Linked DNA regions of Mus musculus: region 2 is linked to region 1. A link is a contact called in public Hi-C data. All regions are on one chromosome and are shown on one strand. The core of a region is the stretch at or near the end of the contact, and the rest is flanking DNA. Distances in the headings are between cores, read along the strand shown. Region 1 holds the start of Zfp958 (zinc finger protein 958). Region 2 holds the start of Abhd13 (abhydrolase domain containing 13).

Region 1 (3,214 bases), core at 424-2,923:
CCAGTGTTTCACTTTATAAATCACTTACAAGATAGTATTGATAAATAAAAACTTTCCTAACAATAAAACTATAGGGCTGCATGAGTGTCAATGTGAGACCCGACTTAGAGAGTTTCTCCCTAGAAGGTAAAGCCCCTGGACGTTCCCCAAGCTTGTTTTCCCTGATCTCTAAAAATACAGCCAGAAAGAAGCTCTTTGTTCTCTATAGCCAGCCAAAAGCCTTTTTGTTTCTGTGCCTTACAGCCAGAGATGCGATAATTGTAGGAAGACCTACAAGGACATGGAGATAGACACCAGAGAGGAGGCTAAAGAGTTGTAGCCAACTCTCCTCCCAACTCTTCCCAACTCTTCCCAACTCCTCCCAACTCTTCCTATCTCCTCCCAACTCCTCTCAACTCTCCTCCAAACTCCTCCCAATTCCTCAGCTAGCTGTTAAAAGCCCCCTACTGTCACTGCTCGGGGTCTTACATCATCGGAAGTAGGCTTTGGTAAATTGTTTAAGGAAGCCTTTAAATAAAAAGAATTAAAATAGTTTAAATTTATGCTTTGAAGATTTACAAAAAATCAGGTACTAAATGTTAAACAATAACTGACCTTAAAAATGTATTAATTTCTTCTTGGAAATTTGCCACTAGCCTTAGATGATTTTTATTGTGCCAAATAACAATGATGTTACTGAAAGGAAATAAAACTGTAATTCATGTAATGTATGTTAAATAGCCCAAAGAGTTGTTTGTGAGCTTTGAAACCTGGGGCTGAGAACACAGCAGAACAGACCAGGACATGCCCGGGCAAGCCCATCGCCTCCCTAGCTCCCACCCCTCTGACCTAAGTTAAATGTTACAGGCTGCTGATGTTTAAATGGACCAATCATGTGAAACCGCGCCAATTCCTCCCCCAGCCCCACTCCTTTTCTATAAAAACCCCTAGCTTCCAAGCCTCGTGGTCGAATCCACTGTCTCCTGTTGTGTGAGATACGTTTCGACCCGGAGCTCCGCCATTAAAAAACCTCTTGTTGTTACATCAAGGTGTTGTGTTCTATTCGCGATTCTTGGGTGCACGCCGAATCGGGAGCTGAGTGGGGGTTTCCCCACTGAGTTCTTTCATTACCTGTTCTATCCGTGATTGCGTCAATGAACACACTTTTTGAGAAGTTGTAATTCTTGGATGATTCTGTATTTTATTGTGCCAAATGACTATGATGATATATGTTCTATCTGACTGCTTCACTGAACACATCTGCTCAGAGTTGTAATATTTGTTTCTTTATGCATAAAAACCCTTGCATGAGGACTGCAAAATATATTCAGATTCAAACTGCCTCTGTGTTTGTTTTGTCACCGCCAAATCCTTACCCACCTAGCCTTCGAGGATCCTCTTCCCAGGAACCCTCATACCCGACTGGGGTGGTCCGTGGCAGGGCCTCCCTAAGGGCTGGCTGTGGTAGCTATTGGAGGACAAGAAAAAGTGCTATTGAAATGCGAATCTCTGCATATCTGGGAAAGGTCGGTCCTCGGCGTGGAAGCCTGGCCCAGGAACCACTATGCTCTGTCTCTTTAACACACTCTAACCCAAAGGGATGTGTTCCTGTCACTCAAGACTCATTGGCCAATCAGGTTCTCCAGGAAGGCCTCTCAGTCAGAAGAGGCGGGTTCTTCCGGGTGCCATACTGCAAGTCCAGCTCCGCCGCTGAGAAGCTCGAACGGTTCCGTGTGACGTGCTCTGTGTACTGCTGTTTGGTGCGGCTAGGAGAGCTCAGGCAAGCTCTGCAGTCACGGCATGGTGAGAGCAGGGTCACTTCCCCACGGCAAGGGGAAGAGCAGCCGGAGTGAGAGTGGTGGGTCCTCCCCAGAGGCTGGGTGGGAAGGCACAAGGACTTTGGAAATGCGGATCTTTGTATATCTGGAAATGGTCTGGCCCTGGACACTTCAGCACGCTCCAACCCTAACGGAGGTACTCAAGATGTTCAAGACTTGTTGGTCAATCAGGGCCTGCAGGCACACCTGCCAGTCAGAAGAGGAGGAGGGTCTCCCCCCCCCCCCCAGCTCCCCCGGGGTGCCCTGCTGCAGGTTCCGTTCTGTAGCTGAGCAGGTTTGACTGATCTGGTGTGCTGTGCTCTGTGTGCTGCTGCTGGATGCTGTGAGGGGAAATCAGACAAGATCCAAAATCTTGATATTGTGAGCGCAAGGTCATAGTCTGCAAAGGGGAGAAGCAGGCGACTGAGCAGCTGGGAGCTGGAGTGGTAGGTCCTTCCTGGGGCTGAGTGGGAAGCGGCAGCCTGTTGCACCCCCTCTGGTCTCTAGTCACTCCCTGGACCTCGTGGTGGCCTCAGAATTACTTCACTTTGGAGGCTGGATCAGTGCATTTGAAGCAGGGTCTTCTGTGTAGAAACATCCTTGGCAGGAAGACAAACTTGGATAGCCCTAGTTTCTCTAGTGTCTTCTACAAGTTCTTAGCATTTAACATTTAGGTGTAAGATCCATTTGGAGTTAATCTTGTGGAGGTTGTACAAGGTATCTCAAGTGCTGTGTAGCAGCACTCCAATATCTAGCTGTAATGTAGAAGATGATGTGAAGTAGTTACCAGTGCTTAGAAAGAGTAAGTGATATCAAATAATTTTTTTTTCTTTGCTTTTTCGAGACAGGGTTTCTCTGTGTAGCTCTGGCTGTCCTGGAACTCACTTTGTAGACCAGGCTGGCCTCGAACTCAGAAATCTGCCTGCCTCTACCTCCTAAGTGCTGGTATTAAAGGCGTGAGCCACCACCGCCCGGCTATCAAGCTAAGACTTCCTACAGAGAAGTAGTATGCTAACCAGACCTGTTAGAGATTAAGATGCTAGGATACACATGTTTGTTGACTAGGATTGTCCTGAAATATGGTTCCAAACCATAACAAAGGACACTCCCCTGATTTACAACCAGCCACTAGGTCTAAAAACAGGCCTCTATCAAGCTGCTCTCAGGGGGCATTACAGGGTCATAACCAACTGGTTAAGAGCACTGACTGCTCTTCCAGAGGTCCTGAGTTCAAATCCCAGCAACCACATGGTGACTCACAACCATCTGTAATGGGATCTGATGCCCTCTTCTGGTATGCATGAAGACAGCTACAGTGTACTCATATAAATAACAAATAAGTAAATCTTTAAAAAAGAAAGAAAGAAATACTGTATTAAAAAAAAAGACCTGATGTACTCTACAGGTATATTTTCTTC
Region 2 (3,271 bases), core at 320-2,819, 5.4 Mb after region 1:
ACGATTTCTTCACCCGGTGGCTGCCACCTGAAATCAGTCCCCAGCGAGCCGGCTGCACCGTGGAAGGCGGGTGGTGACGCTGGGACAAAGCACGGGAAGGACGCAGCCTCCCTAGGACCAAGAACCTCCCTGCCTCCTCCAACCCGCCACACCACTTGCTTAGCAGAGGTTGCCCCGCCCCACTCCGACCGGAAGCTGCCGCCACAAGAAGCCGGCCGGGCGTTTCCGCCAGCTGCTTGCCGCGCAGGCGCAGTGGGAACAGGCGAGCCTGCCGGCTTTTAAAGGCACAGGCGAGGCAGGGGCGGGCCGGCGCGGCGGCTCAGAGCGCCTGCGCAGCGCGCCTCCACTGTCTCTGCCTGTAGCAAAGGATGTTCGGTCCCTCGCCGCTGGATGTCATCGTTGAGCCGAATTTGAGGAACTTGGAGCCTGGGTTGCTGCCCTGACAGGACTGGCTTCTGAAGACTTCCAGGACAGAAGAGAATCCTCCCACCTAAAAAGTCTAGGGCTCCAGAAAAAGACTTTTGCAAAATTAATTCAGGTTCTGTGTTCTTGGTAGCCTTTTCACTGTGCAGAAATAATACATAATAATAAAAATAATTATGTATTACATAGTAATAAATAATTCATGGCGCAGAAACATACTTACATGGACTAAAGGCTTTTCAATGGTGCTCGGTGATTTGGAATAAAGCTAGCTGATAGTGTTATTGAACACCTTACTGTCACTCAATAACTATACTAGATACTCAAAATAGAAGTATAAACGTACGCTCCACGTCTCAGAAACTCTTACTTTCCACTGGCATTGGTGGCTATGACCTGCCCTACTCCACCAATAAGAGTTCAGAAATTATAGGCAAAGTGTGGGGAACACTTTCTTTGAAGGTGAAACTTTGCAGTCCTGGTGAGACACTAGAGTGTCAATTGCTTTCAGGGGTTGTCTAATGTGTTTACGCTGCATTTCACAAGGCCGACAGTCCAGGGCTAGTTTAAAGTGGGGCCAGATCCTACGGCTCCGTGTGGCCAGTTATTTTCTCTGTAGTTTCCCTTAGTCTCACGATAGTTTCCCTGTGGTGTTGCAAAGCCACACGTTACTGTACAGGAGCATCAGCGGTGCTCGTACAGCTTGTACAACTCTTACACATCCGTGTCTTATTCAACTGCTCCTGCGCTCCGACGTCAGGCACAGGTCGGGCTCTGCTTTACTGATACGAAAGAACCACAAATTATGAGCCGAGAAAAGCTATTAGTTAATTCAAAGCTCTTGCTCTAATGTGCTTTTTAGCTGCATGGTTAATGGAGAACCAAATTTGTTTTATCCTCAGAGTGGGGGGAAAAAAAAGTAAAAAGGAAGGGCATAACTACCTGAAAGTTAGGCATGGTGGAAGAGAAAGTTTAGTGCAGATAAGTGAAAGAGCATAGCCAAGAGCAGGCACATTTGGGAGAGGAGGGGAGAAGAGGAGAGAAGAGAAACTCCTTGTTCTCCGAAATGTGTTCAGGCAGCAGTTGACTGGAAACGCCGAGATGTATCTTGCCCCTACGGGCTACCGTAGCATGAAGGCGGAGCCCAGTGTCCTGCGCATGCGCATAGGGGTGCACAGGTTGGCTTCGCGCTCCCGGGAGGAAGCTGGAGAACAGGTTATGTGGGGGCCGGCGGGGTTATTTGCCAGGGACACCGCGCGCGAGCCGGAAGTGGAGGCTGCGCCAGCTGGGCCCGCCGCGCCGCAGGAGCTCCGGGCTAGACAGTGGCGACGGCGGCCCCTCGGCGGGAGGAAGACGATGAGGAGCGGCGGGGGCGGCGCGGGGCCTCGCTGCAGCGCGGAGCCGGGTTCCGAGCCCGCGGCCGACTGCGCAGCCCGCCCGCGAGCCTGAGTAAGTGCGGCGGGGACGCGGGCGGCCTCCCCGACCTCCTCACCCCGCAGCTCGGATTCGGGAGCCCGTATCTACTCCCAGAACAGTCGGCCAGCAAACCCCGGGCTTGGGTCGGAGGGACTGGGCGCGTTTGTCTGTAACAGGTGCAGACCTGCTAACCTCGCAGCTGCGGGCGACGGGGCCATAAAATCCAGAGAGTTGTCGCACACTTGAAGTCACTGGGCCTCTTTTTTTTTTTAGCCATTGGTGTGAAGCGAGAATGCATCAGGGAGTGTGCTTGGCTGAGCTGGCAACCTAAAGTAAACCTTTAGTTGTGCACTTGTCTACCAGGCAGCAGGAACCAAGTGACACACTGGCTTTAAGTTTGAACGTTGGGTTTTGTTTTGTTTTTTGTCGATCTGCTCTGTCTTTTGGCATGAATTAGTCCTTATGTGTGTGTGTGCTTAGACATGTTCTTCTCTAAAGCACTGTTTTATCTCACTGAGAATTAATGATTGGCAGTGCAGAGTTATGTCACAGCTGTGCTACCAAAGACTTGACTCAGTTGAGCTGGGATTGAGTTGGACTTGCTCTGTACCTTCGGCCTTGCTACGCGTTGAAAGCGTCCGATGGAGTAACATAAGGTCACTGCCATCACGGAACTCCCAGCCTATATAAGCAGGCTCATCACCCCCTTAGTAAATAGTGCCACATGAGTCGGCCCAGGCTACAGGATGGAACTGGTGACACTGGGAACGAGGTCCGAGGAAAGCTTGCTGGAGGACCTGTAGTCTGAGCTGGGTCTCCACAGAAAAATAAAGCTTCACTCTAATAACTTGAGTCACTGCCGTGATTTAACTGGGATTCGCAGTGCTTACTGAGACTTGCTTTGCTGCGATAGATAAGAAAATGCTTGAATTTTGACTCAGAGGTGGCAGCATTTTATCACCACATCCTGGAAATAGGTATTAGAAAGACCGGGCAAGCAGAAGGCTAGCTGACTTGTACATGTACAGCCACAGGTAGCACTTGGCCTGCTGCCTTTCGCCGGAACGTTGGATGCTCTCCCAGACAGTTCAGAAACTCAGGCACTGGGCTGTCAAGTCTTTGTTTCTCTAGTTCGTTCATCCTCCCAAGATTCCAGTTTCTTATAATTGTTGATCTGCCTCAGGAAAACCCGAGGCCCCTAAAACACCCCACTTTAGATCTAGGGCAAGCCCCAGTTCTTGTAATTAGAATGTTTGGTGAGTGGCAGGCTTCCTAATACCTTATTATATATAGTATGTGCCACTTAGTCTTACAAGTCTTAGATCGTAAAGTAATGTGTATTCCTAACATCAGCTTGCTAGAGGTGCAGTGTTTTCCACAGCAAGAGCAACCTACATTCAGAGTGAGCCTAGGAGCTCAAGGCCTCCTATGA

Evidence for each region. A called contact is a pair of places that touch in the nucleus more often than the background predicts.
Region 2: a contact with region 1 is called in a Hi-C map of muscle stem cells, with 7 times the contacts expected there. The contact joins the promoter of Abhd13 here to the promoter of Zfp958 in region 1. A contact is called at or near these places in 2 of 484 Hi-C or Micro-C datasets (CD8 T cells and muscle stem cells).

What each region holds. Positions count from the first base shown.
Region 1 is chr8:4,611,497-4,614,710 of GRCm38.p6, forward strand. It overlaps Zfp958 (zinc finger protein 958), which reads left to right and starts at 1,674. Exons shown (of 4, transcript NM_145591.5): 1 at 1,674-1,782. The coding sequence starts at 1,780.
Region 2 is chr8:9,976,148-9,979,418 of GRCm38.p6, forward strand. It overlaps Abhd13 (abhydrolase domain containing 13), which reads left to right and starts at 1,570. Exons shown (of 2, transcript NM_001081119.1): 1 at 1,570-1,872. Lig4 (ligase IV, DNA, ATP-dependent) reads right to left here and starts at 164. Exons shown (of 2, transcript NM_176953.4): 1 at 1-164.